Regions from separate parts of the Mus musculus genome. Here region 2 is linked to region 1. A link is a contact called in public Hi-C data. All regions are on one chromosome and are shown on one strand. The core of a region is the stretch at or near the end of the contact, and the rest is flanking DNA. Distances in the headings are between cores, read along the strand shown. Region 1 has its middle 22 kb from the start of Rbfox1. Region 2 overlaps Rbfox1 (RNA binding protein, fox-1 homolog (C. elegans) 1).

The links. A called contact is a pair of places that touch in the nucleus more often than the background predicts.
Region 2: a contact with region 1 is called in a Hi-C map of cortical neurons, with 2.0 times the contacts expected there. The contact joins two enhancer-like sites. A contact is called at or near these places in 2 of 484 Hi-C or Micro-C datasets (cerebellum and cortical neurons) and 1 of 115 datasets of contacts at active chromatin or transcription factors (neural tube).

The regions. Positions count from the first base shown.
Region 1 is chr16:7,045,271-7,050,652 of GRCm38.p6, reverse strand. It overlaps a transcript of Rbfox1 not described here. Among named protein-coding and RNA genes, the nearest start is that of Rbfox1, 22 kb to the left of the region's middle. Within about 2 kb of position 1,267, at least 16 of the 459 cell types and tissues checked have an H3K27ac peak or open chromatin away from gene starts, as enhancers often do. A contact at or near this core is called in cortical neurons, where this site is marked.
Region 2 is chr16:7,357,241-7,362,321 of GRCm38.p6, reverse strand. All of the region lies in intron 9 of Rbfox1 (RNA binding protein, fox-1 homolog (C. elegans) 1), which reads right to left. Among named protein-coding and RNA genes, the nearest start is that of Rbfox1, 290 kb to the right of the region's middle. Within about 2 kb of position 1,396, at least 4 of the 459 cell types and tissues checked have an H3K27ac peak or open chromatin away from gene starts, as enhancers often do. A contact at or near this core is called in cortical neurons, where this site is marked.

The DNA of each region.
Region 1 (5,382 bases), core at 18-2,517:
CTCATTTCTAACAAGTCTTTTCTTTTAAAGCAAAGTCAAGGGGCACCGTGGTCAGTAGAGCTGTCCAGACAAACAGCCTGGCACAAGCCTCTTACATCAAGTTACACCAGAAGCTTCCAAGGCAGGATGAGGCAGGACAGGCAGCTCACTGCAGAGTAAGGTCTAGGCATGGGGTCTGGAGGAAGAACACTTTGTGACTTGAAACATCAACCACCGAAGTTTTTTGTTCTGAATGTTAAAGAACAAAAGAATGAAAGAAAGAGAGGAGAAAAGGCAGGCAGACAGGAAGGAAGAAACAAAGAGCAGAAGAAAAGAAGGAGGGAAGAAAGGTAGAAAGGCAGGTGAAGCCTAAAATGGACTTGCTGCTACGCAACTATAATCCCAGCACTAAAGAAGCTGAGGCAGGAGGATAGTTGAGTTGGATGCCAGTCTGTATTTCAAAGCAAGACCCTGCCTGGCAAAGAAAATGATAAACAAATCTAGGAAGAAGAAGTAAATATACCAACTCCCTGGAGGCCTGTGTGTAATATTAAAAGAGATAATCCACGTAAATATGCTGAGTCATGTGCTTGCCACCCAGGACTCCATAAACGTTATTGATTATGTCACTATTTTAATTATGCCCTTGTCATCATGGTGCTGAGGATGGCAAAATTGTCTGGTCCCCTCAGTGGACTCACAGTATCTCTTCCTGTTTACAGAAAGGGCTTCCTTTCCCAAAACTGATCCAAAAGAGAAAAAAAGGGGTTGGGGGAGTGAGGCGGGGGAGGCTATAAGGATCATAAAAACAAAGTGTGGGGGAATCCTGAGTTTGACACAGAGACCCCTAGTGGAAAGAACTGAAATTGCACCAACAGGCAAAGACTCCTTTCTCTTCCTGCTTCAACAGCTCCCCCTCTGACTCCTTGGAGAGGAAAGTGTTGAAGTTGGGGGAAAAAAAGAGAGAAGAAAGAGAAAAAGGAAAAACAAATGCATAGCTTTCTGCAGGTTATCTGGATGAGTGAGCCTGTCAGCCCATGTAAGCAGAGGCGATGGATGGCGAAGCCAGCGCAGAGCTGATTGTAGGAGATGCCTTTGTGTTTCCAGAAACTCCAGGAGTGACCCAAATTGAGTCCCTTACACCTTGCTCTTATGTTCCCAGAATAAAAGGGACAAACAATCAGACAGCAGGGGCTCTTCTGCTTCTCGAAGCACCGAGAATGGAATGAACTCCTCTCCTTTAGCTCTCCCTAGCTAGGGCGCTTACTCTGGTATCCAAGTCAGTGATCCAGGGACCCATCCCTGTCAGGGCTCCTCCTGATGGTCCGCGTTCGAGCAGCCACTCACTGCCTTGAAGCCTATTGGAATCCGCATCAGCACGTTCCGAGTCTCCAGCACGGGGCACCACGACATTCTGAATAGAAATAAACGAAGCTCCTGCAGTGTGATTCCGTCAGCTTTTGAGAGTAAATAACTTTGCTGCTGACAGGAGCCGGGTGATTTTTACTTTCCCTCTTCCCGTCAGAGAGCATTAATTGAGCTATGTAGCCATATCACAACCACCAGGGAAAGACCCGAAAGAGGAAGGAAAGCAGAGAACTAAGCAGACAGGATGGATGAGAGACGCAGAGTGGCCCTCGATTGCTGCTGGTACCTATAACCTCAACAGACCATAGGTACACACATAGGTATTCCCATTCAGGAAAATACAAATAGAAGTGGGAAGCTTCCAGGAGCCGGCCCTCTGTTACCTTAAAACAATTCTCTATCTCTTAACGGCTAAGTTAGGATCTGCTTTTTTTCATATCTTCAGTATCTATGGGCTCTTTGCTGCATCTCGAGCCCTGAGTGGTATCCCACTTCACCTCACCAAGAACAATATACAATGGCATTCTAGTCTCGATTTTTTCCGAAGAAGCAATTAAGGTCCAAATCAAGTTAAGTGACTTGCTCAATTCAGTCAGATCAGCTCATGAATAACAGAGTTGGGATTTGGCCTCAGAGCCCGTTCTACACAAGGACAAGAGACACCTGCTTTTTGTAGACTGTTTTTGGAGGGTTGAACACCCAGGCTTCTAAGGCAACATCAGTGTTCGCATGTCATTTGGAAATATTCTCTCCCTGACTAAGATTCCATAATTGCTCCTCATTGTTCCTGAAGTATTCCAGGAGAGGGGCATCATATTTCAGTCCTTATCCTCTCCAAAGAGCTAAGCACTACTTAACCCAGGCTCAGGAAGCAGTTCTCCTAGAAGGAACCCCACAGATGCTTGCTGCTATTTCCAATAAGAAAAATCCCATTCTCCAGGTGAGTGCCAGGCAAACGTCTGCCCCCAAGGAAAAGAAAAGACTCATTAATCCCAAAGTCTCCTTGTATTCTACTCCCGAGCCCAGGGAAATCTGGGCCCTTAAATCCTAAAATTGCCTGTACTTTGTTCCATAGCCACAGAAGAGAAAGAAAAATAGTCATTAAGTCTCTGAAAACACACACTGGCCTTCTGAATTTACCTCATTCGCGCTCTGCTTCCTATTCTGTGTGTACTGAAACAACGCAGAGAAAAAGATCAAAATGAGGTGCAACTGTCTAGCCACTAAGGCCTTGGTGAGCATTAAGGACCACAGCAGCAGCCTTCTGACTCAGTCCATTGTCTCAGAGCCCTCTGTACACTCTAATCATTAAGTACAGGATGTCTTTCCTTTGCTGTCTGCTGCTGTCTGGGCAGAGGGATGGAGAGGTGACATAGAGAGAGATGTAAGTTAATTATATGTGCTTTCTCTCTGCATATTGGACCAGAGGAAGGAAGGAAGGAAGGAAGGAAGGAAGGAAGGAAGGAAGGAAGGAAGGAAGGAAGGAAGGAAGGAAGGAAGGAAGGAAGATGTAATTCTAACCCAGACATGACATAAAACACTCTATGGACCAAGCTGATGTGTGTCTAAATGCAGTATTATAATGATGTTAAGGATGCTAAGACTCTCCCAGAGACAGAAGCTCTAGGCTTTGCTTCCTGAGGGCATCTGTCACCCCGTGGGGGTTCAATAGGCACAGAATGAGCTGAGGGTGGTGGTAGCCAAGGCCTGACATTTCAGCAATGAGGATGATTGAAGTAGGAGGAACCAAAGTTAAAGGCCAGCCTGGGCAACTAAGACCTTGTTTCAGAATAAAATGTAAAAGGAGGCCCGAAGGTTACTGGGAAAGCACTTGCCTAACATGTACTAGGCCTGAGGTTTAACCTCAAATTCACAATAACTGAGACACACACACACACACACACACACACACACACACACACACACACACCATGTGAACTCTATAAACCTAGAATCAGTGGGCAAGTATGAGAGGGAGTGACTGTGGATTTTCATGTATACTGGAAACCATATCACCACTATAATTGGGCAAGGGTACCTGTCTACTTAAATGTAGGCTTATTTCAAAATCTGTAAAGATGTGTCACCTGCTGTAGTTATTAGGTAAAAACAAGGAAGGTGGAGAAAGAATGGGCCATGTTTGTCTTGTTCACATCATATATGTCCCTTGACATGATTACATAGTTGTCAACAGGAGCCTTGGCACCTCTTGTTGAATATGACTCCTTAGCAGTTTGATCAAAGCTCTCCCCTTCCTTACTGTCCCTGTCTTGGGTCCATACCTCACAGGTACCAGGTCACAATTCTGGAATGGCTTTCTTTCCATAGGTTACCTTTCCACCCTGCACCTCATTCAAAATGATGTGAGCCAATCAGACCCATACTCTGCCCTTAGAGAATGACCACTCTGTATTAGACCCATTTCCACTGCTTGATGTCTCTGTGTGTCTAAGTGTGAGATTACCACAGTGTCTGTTGTAGCTGAGAATAATTCTGTGTGTGTGTGTGTGTGTGTGTGTGTGTGTGTGTGTGTGTGTGTGTGTGTGTGTGTGATGCGTGCTTGCTGGTACATGTGCATATGTGCACATGAAGGTCAGAAGACAACCTATTTCACTCCTCCGACGCTGCCCGTATTTTCTTTGGAGTTGGGGGTCTTTCCTTGGCTTGGAACTGTCCTGGAAAGCTAACTTAGTTGACTAGAAAGACAAAAGGATCCTCTTATCCCTGCCTTCAGAGTGCTGTAGTTTTTAGACATGTGCCAACAAACCTGCTTGGTCCCTCCCTCCAGCAGGGCTGGGTACTGAGCACAAAACACGTGCAAGGCCAACACATGACCACTTACACTGTCACCTCCCCCACAGGGTTCTTGCTCCTTCTTTACCCCTAGGCTGAATTTCTGGCTTTTCCTCTCAGGTCAGAAGAACAATCAGGTCTCCAGAGCCTCCTGAGCCTCCTTCTCCTCTCCTACCCCATGCTCCCTAATCTGAAGCTATTTTCTGGGTTCATCTCTATCCACATTCATTCTTTTACTGGAGCCTCGGCTGCACAACAGCATGGACACTATGTAACATTCTAAAATAGCGACAACACTTGGAAACAATTTTCATAGAAACAAGTGACTATACTTCCGCTGAACATTACACTCAAGTGGAGGGTGGTGACTACTCTCTTTCCTTGATCTAAGATTCTAACCCACATACTTATCTATTCCTCTCTGTTCTGAACAGCTACACTCAATATACATCCGCCCTGAGGCATTGTGGGTAAAATCCAGGAAAAGGCTGAAAGACCCCAACTATCTCACTGCAAAGCTAAGATGATGCTCTGGACACTGTCAAACACTTGTTAAATACAAGAAATGTGGATCTGCAGTAGAGGAATCTAAAGCAGAGGCTCCAGGCAGTAGACTGAAATCGTCTTTTGCTCTTTCTCAGCCAATAGCAAACAATCATGGCTGCAATATCCTAGGAAGAACAGCGACAACTTCCCAAGCCACGCCAGGAGTCTGCACATTTCCTCCATCGTCGATTTCTTATCCTTATTAAGGGCTTGGGCACTGAATTTGAGATCCCTGGGTAAGCCATTTCCTAATAGTTTCCAGCTATAAGAACAGACCGTGTGACCACTGCCCATTTCCCCAACTTACTTGCACTCAGCGTGGTAAAAGAGCCAAGGCCCTTCTAAGCTATTATGCTTAAGAGCTGACCCCATAGAGCCAGGAAAGGCAAGTGACATCAGGGTGACAGCCACAGACCAGAGCTCAGCCCTGCAGGACTCTCTCCAGCAGCACTGGAAACAGGCAACTTTATTGATGAACGGAACTTTCTATGTTTGTCTTAATTGAATTAAGCAGCACACTGGGACACCTCTCCGTGTCCATTAAAGAAGTCTCTGCAGATGGGACAATTATGTCCATGTCTGCCAGCCCTGCCTCTTTCTCAGGATGATACCCCATGCCCATCACCAGCCCCCTTAGGCACAGATGTGCCAACCTGATTTTGTTTACTGCGCCGCAAAGTCTTTCTCTTCCAGAAG
Region 2 (5,081 bases), core at 147-2,646, 310 kb before region 1:
GTGCTCACCTCTAATCCAAAAGGCAGGCAGAGGTGTGTAAGGTCCTGAGCTAGGCTTTGCCATTAGCAATGTAAAAAGGCATTTGCTGTGGGGTCAGAAGGCAAGGTCAGCTTCTACCAACAGGCCTTAGGACAGATCTGATGAAAAGCAGGAAATCAACAGATAGAAACATAGGGCCCCAAAGCAGAGACTTGAGCAGAGCGGCAGCAAGATCACATCTGTAACACGTTCTCATGCCATCATTCCTCTTTTCATAGTACCTCTTTTCCCCCAATATCCTCATCCAAAAGCAGATAGCTCACCACTTAAGTGCCAGGCAAGGTGCAAAAACATAGAAAACTGGATCAAAGTGCAGCTTCCCTGGCAAACGGCTCTGCAGCCAGAGTGGTTACTAAGACATCTGAGTTTGGTTTACTCTTTGTAAGCTGGGACACACATGTGCAAACATGTGTTGGATTTGGTCAAGTAATGCTTTCTAAGTAACTACCAATATGCTTAGCACTGAGGCAATAAATTCCACAACTGTGACCCAATGGCTACCTGAAAAAGAGTTATCTGTCTTCCCTGTGGGTCCTACCATCAGTGTGTCAGACTCCTGTCCATCTAGGCTGCTCGCTCATTAGCTTCTACCTCATAGAAAATGCATTTGTGTCTAGCCTTTGTTTGGCCACAGAAATTGAAGCCAAAGAATTCCCATACGTTGCACTCCATTTAAACTATAACACTTTACTTCATGCCCAGACAAGGTGTAATAACTATCTGTTCAGAGGATGGCACCCAGATCCTAAAGAGGAGTAGAAGACAGAGGGTCATTTTTTGTCAATTCCAGGTAGAATTTAATTACTGGTCAAAGAACAGCCATGATGGATACTTAGAATATTTCCTCTTGGGAGTCATCAGCATCATTAGTATTAGGCTAGTGTGAACTACTTGGTGAGACCCTATTTTTCTATTTTATTATTGTTGAGAGCCTGCAGTCTGAGGTTTGTGTCTGGTTTCTGCATTCAGCTGTAATGGTTAATAGTATTGGAAGAAGGAAGAGAGAAAATTGAAAAATGACCCTGAATCCTACCAGTACATAAGACAAAAGAGCTATAGATGAATACTAATACCTTTTAAAAACTAGCAGGCATTTAAATACAGGAAGTCTTGCATTTTCCTAAATGTCTATAGAATAGACAAGGTCTGTGGTATTTTGTGGATAATAGGGAGAAAAGTTAAATATAGGCCTTGAAGGCTCAGTAGAACATAGCACTGAGCAGGGATGGAGAGTCATGTGAGGTGTCCAAGATTTGGCTCTTACAGGGAAAATGGCTGTTGCTCTCTCCATAAGGAGCAGTTGTGCACAGGGGCTGATATCATGCCAGACATTTGCATCCATCTGTATCAAAAGCTTCCAGAAGCCAGGAAGAACGCTTTGTGCTGTTTGCCTTCAGGGAGTCTTTGCTCTGAAAAATAACCCAGTTGCCATGGTTTGTAGCCCACCACAGCTACAGAAAGTTATTCTGAGACTTCTGACATCCAAATTTTGAGACATGGAATTGAAGGGAGACTGTGGGAAAGCTCCCTCACATAAGCACAAGGAAAAGGATGCAAGCCTTGTCTTTCTGCATTGGAAAGCTTCCTTTGCTCCAACCACTACTCTGGGGCTCTCCCTCCATTGACCTCTAAAGATCTAGAGTCTTCAGAGGAGAAAGAGCAGCTACAGCCATGGATCAAGCTATAGTTCCAGCTACAGTCCTTGCTGCAGAAGGGAGGAACAAAGGCACTTGAACTACCAGGCAAGCCAAGGGACGAGCAAGAGCAAGGAACCATAGTTAGGAGGAGTCTGGCTCTTTGGAGGGCCCAGAGGAAGGACGCACTTAGTAGCTTTGGGTCCTCACAGTCTTTTAGAAGATGGCCCTTTAGATCAAGAATTCCAACTTCCTCACTTGTACCAAGTACATTTTGCAGGCACAAGGGAGGCAGTGGGCTATCTAGCATCATGCTAATAACCCTCGGAAGCCATGAGCTGACATAGCCAGCCTCGCCTCACTCTCAGAGGCAAACAAATCCACTGGAACGGGCTGCCAGTTTTACAGAAGCGCTGCTTTCTCTGAAATATTACTCACAACACAAGCATCAGTAATGTTAGCAGCTTGGTTATTCTGGGATGGGCCCTATCAAAGGATCCTGTGCTCATTACCCACTGTGTCACTTCCATGGGTAATGCTTCCATTCCTTCCCTAGACACTAACACATTGACTAAGCTAATACATATTCTAGCCCTTGTCTTCTGGTTCCATGTCCAAAGTCTTAATGACACAGCAGGCAGGCAGTGGTCATTGAACTTGAATATGCCTGGGACTCACCTGGAGGACTAACTGAAACACGGATGGCTGGGCCCTATGCCTAGCCCAGAGGTCTTGCTTGGTTCAACAGATCTAGTTGGGGTACCTGGCTAAAGCATTTTATTTCTTTCAAGAAATGGGTGATGTCCCTGCTTGTAGTTTAAGAAGAAAGGGAGTCATTGTGGTGCTCAGTGACAAGTTCCAGGTGTGATTTTTAATTACATGGAAGAGAAACCTGAGGTTCAAACTCTCTAGGATTCTATTCTCTCTCTCCCCACCTCTCAGGGTCTCACGTAGCCCAGACTGGCTTTGAACTCACAATGTAATCAAACACAATCTTAAACTTCTGTGCTTTCTGCTTCAGTTTCCCAAATGCTTAGAAAACACGTGTACACTGCCATGTCAGGCTTTTCAGTGATAGTGGTCAAGTCTAGGGATTTGCGCAGGCTAGGCAAGCATTCTGCAAACTGAATGACATTCCAGCCTCTAAGGTGCTAGTGTTGGGGCATCGTTGAGTGTGGGGGAGGCCTTACAGAGTCCTATTGGCCTTTCCAGGAATTTCTCCCAGTGCTTTCTTAAAGCCCCAGCAAGCAGGTGCACTTAAAATATCAGATACATAGATAGGGAAAGAAGGTGGAGATGAACCAGTGTGGAAGATGCAGCTTTAGATACACTGTGGTTCCCACGCTGCAGACAGGAGTTGCTGCCATGCACTGAGCAGATGTGGCCCTATTTTAATGCAGAAACGGTCTGTCTAGCCATGCAAAGGTAATTGTGTTGCTTGTCAATCACTCCGGGACTGCAAAATGCTTTTGCCAGAACATGATGCAAATGCACATCTCATTTTCTTAAGAAAGTAATAGTGGTAGTTAAATATTTGGACACGGGCGAGCAAGGGATGATTGCACTAGAGCAAATTAGTTTACCTTATAAGAAGAAAAAGAAGGGAAAAGAACAAGGAAGGAATAAGGGGAGGATGTGCCCCAAACTAAGCAATCTGTTTGTGTAGTGGAATATATACCAACCACAAATGTATTTTTGTAGAAAAAGCATTTAAAACCCCTCTTTCCTACTGACCCTTCCACCTGGGAAATAAATTACATTTCTGAATATGCTCAACTGTAACTGTTTTGAATGGTTATCAGGTGGCTCCATGCACACACTGAAATTTGTATAGAACTGTGTATGTGTTTGTATCTGTACATTTCCCCAGGGAAAATGCATATTTTTAATCAGATTACCAAAAGCATCTGTGGAACTCATGCCCTCACTGGAGGCAATGTGGAATACGGGACCAGAGGTGGGTTGACTATTGTTCCCACATGTGAAGTGGAAGGCTCCTTGGGTACTTTTTAGTGTCTGGTACAGACCCCTGAGCCTCTGAGCCAGTATCTTCCTGATGACCATTGAATTGAATTATGTTGGATGTTGGAGGCTCATTACTTGCTATGCATGGACTAGTGATTGTTTGGTCTCAGGGTTTATTCTTATAGAGAGCAACTTTAAGAAGCTTGCTCTTGGGATACTGTCTGATCATTTTCATGGTGATAAAATTTGCCTTAAAGTACTTTTCTAGGGACCTCTAGAAGTTATATGTACAAGTGTCCTAATAGGTTACTTGAGGATGTGTAGAGTGTCTTAATCAAAGACTGCAGTGGCAAATAGATGGTCAACATATTATCAGCTTGACAGAATGTAGAATTGCCTTGAGACAAATCTCATGTCTATGTGGAAGGATCTACATTGGGTTAACTGTTGTTGGTGTAACCACTTACTGTGGGCAGCCATGCTCCTGGGTTCTCAGACTGAACCAAAAGGGAAAAAGACAGGCCACAAGTATTCATCGTTCTCTGTTTCTGATTGAAGATTCAATGTGAGCAGCTGCCTCAAGTTCCTGTTATCATGCCTTTCCTACTGTGGAAGACTGCACCCATAAATGCGGAGCCATTATAAAGCATTCCTTCTTCTTAAGTTCCTTTTGTCTGATATTTTGTAGTGGCAACAAGGAAAGTAAATGTTATAGGTAACATAGAACAAAGACTAAGGCCCCATAGCTAATGCTCAAAGTGTAGGCTTAGATCTATGATGTAGCTACGATACTTCTTAAGGGTAGCATGCTGGATCACTATACAACATATATGGTACACACTTCATAAGAATCTATTTAGTAACTACTTATGTGTAGTGAAGCAAGGTCTGTGCTGCTGCTCAAGGAATGGGACTAACTTCTGTGTGCTGCGTGGGATGCTGGGCTCAGTCTTGTGAATGTGTATCTGATTCTACCTATATTGCCAGCCTATAAGCGCTGTTGAATGCCAACTCCCTGGTGGATAACTTTTCATGAATATGACTCACTGGATGATAGACATTGTGTCTTCTCTATCAAAACTTCAGTAAATGAAATAAGAAACAAAAAAACACTCATCCATTGGACTTGCTGAGACAGTCTACTAACTGAGGTACTATGTAATACATAAACTATTGGTGTGTCTCTGTCAATGCTGTGCTTAAGGGACAGCATGGGGCTTGTGAACTGGGGGAGCTTCCTAGCAAAGAGGGAAAGTATATATGAAGGCAGAAATGTAAGATGAACCTGTATACCAATCAAGAAAAGGGGGGCACTGAGAGGGGAGCATGGGCAACTTACAAAACTGTCAACAGTAACATCGACCTCAACAAGATTAGCTGCAGTCCCAGTAATCATGCCCTAGCATGGGCCTCACTGAGCCATAACCTTGTATGACTCTTCCT